Regions from separate parts of the Sus scrofa genome. Here region 2 is linked to region 1. A link is a contact called in public promoter capture Hi-C data. All regions are on one chromosome and are shown on one strand. Each heading gives the region's core, a stretch centred on a gene start, on an enhancer-like site or on the middle of the called end of the contact. The rest is flanking DNA. Distances are from core to core; before and after follow the strand shown. Region 1 holds the start of C1H14orf28. Region 2 holds the start of MIS18BP1 (mis18-binding protein 1).

Region 1 (2,700 bases), core at 99-2,598:
TTGAATTTTAAAGAACTTTGTAGCAAGGTTACATATTAAGCCTCTGTGTTCAGATTCCTAAATATTGCATTGGAAAGAAATTGTAAATTTCTGCAGTATTTTTGGCCAAATTATCTTTTAGACATTACAAATGAGCAACTATAGCTCTGTAAAGCAATAGTTACACTCTAGGAGAATTAACTACAATTATACACACATACATACAAAATGAAACTAACTTCTCCAGCCTTTTTCTGGAAAAAAAGGGAGGGGGTAAGAGAGGATTAAAAGAACTAGAGGACACAATTTTGCTTCTGTATGAATGAGCAGATTTGTTTCAAAGCAAATGACAATAAAAATGACTTAAAAAGATGGCGAAATAGCTGCAAAGAGCTTTACTTAAATTGCCTTAAGTTTTGGCCATATATCAAAAACATTGTTTCGTTAGGCACTGATTTAGAAGCCATAGAGAAGGCACCCTGCTGGCTTTATTTTCCTGCCTCAACAGGCCTTCCTGTTTGAATAAACATAGAAAGCGCACCAGACCTCTATTTCCTTGGCAAAACGACACCTTTCTTTTGGGGTCATTTCAAAGGGTAGCAAACCACCCCACGCGGGTCGTGAGCACCAGACCATTTGCCCAAGGCACTGAATGTCGGGCTCCCTAAGAGCTCGAGGGTCCTAAGGGTTCGTTCCCGAATCAGCGCCCCGAAATAATCTATAAAGCGGCCACGCGCTCCAGCTCGAAGCAGCGCGGGTCTGAGGGCAGGGACCCGCTGGGGTGGCGGTGTGCGCCCCCCTCCGCCCGCCGCACTCCGGCCACGCCCACCCCGCCCCCGGCCCAGAGCGCAGGGGGAGGCCCGGCACTGAGGGCTGGCCCCGCACGAGCGGCGGGTCTCCAAACCAGAAGCGGGTGAAAGGGATGGGCGTCCCCTGCCCGCCTGGGGCTGCGGGTAATGGGCGGGAGGGCCTGTATGTGGAAGGCATTCCCACAGGAGCCAGTCTCCGTTCATCCGGAAGCCGACTTTCGTACCTCCTCGGGGACCGAAAACCGCCGGTGCCGCCGCACCCGTCGCCGCCTCCGCTTGCTCATGGAGAGTCCGTGCTGCCGCCACCGCCGCCGCCTCATCTACCAGCACCGCCGGCTGTCTCGGCCTCCCCCGGCGTGACCGCTGGGCTCCGGTACGGCCTCCATCGCACCCGCCGCGGCGGGAGCCACAGCAGCTCCAGCGCCCAGGCCCGATCCGACCGGACCCACCGAGCCAGGACCGCGGGACGCGTAGCTTCTTATTACGGAGGAAGGTTCGGCCTGACCTCCGCCCCCCTCCCCCCAGTCCCCACTCCCCTGTTCACAGCTGCCTGACGACGCTGCTGCGCAGGCGCGAAGACGCCCCTGCCAAAAGTGCGTGTGTTGGGTGTGTACACAGCGTCCACATTCGCCCAATGGGCACCAGGATCAGCTGTAGGGGGCGGGACCTCGCAGAGAGGGGCGGTATTCCACTGTCAGAAAGTGGGTGGGGTAGCCGGAAGTGGGCAGGGTTTACACGGAGGCGGAGCTTTGTAGGCAAACCTTGCCTGGCTTTTTGAGGTTCGTACCATTTTAGGACTTAACTTGATTTTGGCTTGTTTCTAGGTCTGGTCTTTTCATATTCTTAAACTCAAAAAGGGAAAGCTTTGTTTTCTTAGTAATTTATGGTTATGGAAGCTTTTTGACTTAGGTATAAGTTTGGGAAAAAAGTTGAATTACTGTGTTAAACGCTGTCTTTAATAGTTTAAGGTAAGAATTGGCCAACGTACTGTAATTTATCATGGAAGTTAATAACACTTAAAAAAATTAGGTGGCTTTAGCCCCATTATAGAGATGAAAAAATTGAGTTTTGGAGATGATAAAGTCCCACACATAGACAACTGGAAATTGAAGCTATAGATGCTTAATGCTAGTCTGTGGGCCCAACCCAACCACTATTCCTGTTCAGTAGGTCTTGGTTCTTGTATCCTCCCTAAAAGGCTCACAGCCAACATGGTTCTGCTTACAGGGAACACAGGCCATCCTGGAAAATTACCTCCACCCGCAGTTAGAAATGAGGATGCTGTTGAAATACTGTCGGTTTAGCTGTGCAATAAAAAATGTCTGGAAAGTGAAGCTCAACTTCTAGAATACACGATGCACAGAATACACAATAAACTCAGCCCAAAATGCACGGCATTTAAGCCCAGCCCAGCGCATCAGTATGGTCTGCATTCACAGCTGAGTGTGGCAGAGTCTTGGACATCTTCTTGACGAATTTAATGGTTAGCCAGGGATATGGCAGGGACCTACCTCTTGGACCTCTCTTGAGAAGTCTAGTGATAGAGGGATGGAACTTCTGGGAGAGAAGCTTGACTCATTCAAGATAATTACTGCTGGTGGAGTTGGGAAGAAATGGAAACCTCTCAGAGCAGAGGGAGAAGAGGCTGCCCAAAAAGGAAGAATTAATCATTCTGGCAAAAATCTGCTCTTTTTAGTTTCCTAGTTTTTCTTATTTCTTACGGCATTTCACAGCTGAGGAAACTCAGGCTTTGAGGCTTAAAATAATGAGTGTATTGTATCTGTATTGGAATTCACATACAAACAGTTCACTCTCGATACTAAAACGATCTTGTAAGGAGAAAGCCCTTTAAAAATGTTTATAAGTATGGATTAGGTGTTTAACTGAAATCTCTCTTACGACATGGAATTCA
Region 2 (2,700 bases), core at 187-2,686, 300 kb before region 1:
TGTATACTGTCTCTATTATACAACAATCTTCTTGACAGTCTTTTCTACTGAAGAATCCTCCTCTTAAAAGCCTGTAAAACCTCCCTGTTGATTCCATTTTCAACCTTCCTCTAAGCCCAGAGAGGACAGTAGTATTTGCACAGTTATGCCTTACACTGGGAACACAGAGTGAAAGGAGACAAAAATCCTAATTCAGGGCTACATGTTACAAGTGTAGGATCTTGCAACTTTGGCATTACTGACATTTTAATCTTGATAATTCTTTAAGAATTATCAATAGCTGCCCTGTGCATTATAGGATGTTTAGCAGCATTTCTATCCTCTACTCAATAGCTACAAGGGCCATCCTTCTCAGTCCTGACATTCATATTTCCAGACATTGCCAAATGTCCTCTAGGGGTGCAAAATTATCCCTGGTTGAGAACCACTGGCCTTGATGAAAGAGTATCTTTTTTCTAATTCCCCCCAAAATGCTATATGGTCAAGTAGTGCCCCTACTGGAACTTACCATGGTGCTGGGAATATTCCTCCAAGCTCAGCAGACTCAGATCCCTTGGTAGCAACTCCCACACAACGATTAGAGGAATCGGCTCCTCCAATATCTGTCTTTTGGACCCTAAGTGGGTCTGTATACATTCCCAAGAGTTACAGACTTAGGACAGATTATTCCAGCTGCCTGACTGTGAATATAAGAAGCTCTCCATCCCCAGCAGATATAAACTTAAACGGTCCATCCGAGGCAGCATATCAATGTCCAACGGACAGATGAACATTGTCCCTTGGCCTGTATGCCTTCTCTCTGTACTTTTTTACCCACAAGCTGTTATCCAGGTTTCCTTAGAAAATTATTTGTCATTCTTATGTAAATTCCTGTTGCAGTTCACTCTGGAGCGCACTAGATCCTAGTTACTTCTCACACGAGAAACAGTTAATTTAAAAAATTAAACTGAGTACCTGCCCTTAATATTTCAAGGTTCCTATTTTGACTGAATGTTGTGAGTCATGTCTATCTCTATCATCAGGAATAGAAAACTTTCACATTTCCATTTCAGATGCTTTGAAATATGAATGCCTGTCTCTTTAAAACCCCTCTATCCCACAGAGTTTATTTCATAGATGTCATTAAACACATATTTTTAAGTCTGGCTTTTCCCACAGATCTGGTGCAAATCCATGTCCAGTCAATTTCCCATTATGCTGCAGAAATAGAAACTTCATTTATCTACATGGATTTTCTTAGGTGGGGAATCGTACATGACCTGCTATGCACCACCTAAACTCTAATCAGACTTAAAATCTAGAAGGCTGATCCCCTGGGGAACAATGAGCTGCCTTGGAGACCAGTTAAAGAGTCATTCATCAGACGATGTTCTTTTACAACTGCCCTCTACCCCCCACCCAAAACCATTACTTACATTCCTAAGGAAACTGCCTCCCCCTAACCCTTGAATACTGACCTAGCCCAAGAACAAACCTGTGCTGAAAATAGAAACTACCCCTTTTCCTACATCACTAACTGCTCCCTAAGCAGCGGAGAACCTGAGCTCTCTCCCGACTCCTGGCCAATCTGTTGGTCCATAAAACTGGCTTGAAGTCTCAGAGCTCCAGCCTACTGTCTCTTCTTTGATTTTTCCGCTCTGACAGATTTGCTTTCCTCGTTCTACCCCCCAACTGGTTTCTTTTTTTTCTTTACTTGCAATCATTTTATGCTTTAAATTTACATTTTGGATTCTGAATATTTGGTGAATACAGGATTTAGTGGATACAGACTTTAGAAGAAGGGCTCGCAACCATCTCTTTAAAAAATTAATTCATTACAGCCATTTCAGTCCAGTCTTATCGGACAGATGCGATACATGATTCTAGGATGCTGAGAACTTTTCTTGGATGAAGCAAAAAATAAACTCTCCTGTCCTAAATGCGTACTTGGTGAGGAGGGGGGCGGAGTTCATGGAAAGAAGGTGCAGGATTGGAGCCAGAAGGGATTTAGGGCTGAAAACACTAGTTACTCCTCTGGCTCCTTTTTCTCTGCCAAGACTGAAACAAGGGGCACTACACAATGCTTCCGGCCGGCAACTGCGGCTTGCTGGGGCGCTGAAGCGGGGGATACACAGTGCTCCGCCGTGGCTACGGCACAGCATCACTGGGTGTGGTCTGATACGGCTCGGTCTAACTGCAACTGTAAGGCAAACCAGGGTAGCCGAGATTAAGGCTTTAGGATTCAGTAAGTTTCTTAAAAACAAAGCAAAACAAAAGAAAATTTCCCGGGGGGAATAGCTCAAACTAAGTATCCCATTGCGAGTATAACTTTGCATTTAGTCCATTGTTTCAAGAACAAAACGCTCCTTCTCGGCCTCAAATACCTGACGGCCTGAGAAAACTAAAGGCTCTTAAACGGATTCGGCAAGCAGTTTTCTTTCAGACGGAAGGGAATGCACAACCAAATTCTATCAGCATTCACGCCAGTAGGGGAGGAAGGTAGCCGGGAAGGACCAAAATTAAAAACCCACAGAAGTGCCAGAGCGCGCAGACGACGTCTGACGTAGTCTTCCTGCCGCAGAGCATTTCGGGAGGAACGGCAGAATGCGGGGTTGGCTCCTTCTCTGAAGAGGAAATTAATTTCGAGGACAGCTAGAGGTGCGTGCCCGGTACCCGTGGCAACTTGGGGTTGCCTACGTTTTGTAGAAAGAGCACTGCCCT

What was found. Promoter capture Hi-C pulls out the DNA fragments that hold promoters and counts their contacts.
Region 2: a contact with region 1 is called in a promoter capture Hi-C map of fetal liver, with 5 times the contacts expected there. The contact joins the promoter of MIS18BP1 here to the promoter of C1H14orf28 in region 1. A contact is called at or near these places in 2 of 5 promoter capture datasets (fetal liver and liver), 17 of 47 Hi-C or Micro-C datasets (alveolar macrophages, brain, embryonic fibroblasts and 11 more) and 2 of 2 datasets of contacts at active chromatin or transcription factors (alveolar macrophages and skeletal muscle).

Annotation. Positions count from the first base shown.
Region 1 is chr1:175,144,566-175,147,265 of Sscrofa11.1, reverse strand. C1H14orf28 reads right to left here and starts at 1,348. Exons shown (of 5, transcript XM_003480458.4): 1 at 1,013-1,348.
Region 2 is chr1:175,448,135-175,450,834 of Sscrofa11.1, reverse strand. MIS18BP1 (mis18-binding protein 1) reads left to right here and starts at 1,436. Exons shown (of 14, transcript XM_021101228.1): 1 at 1,436-2,637.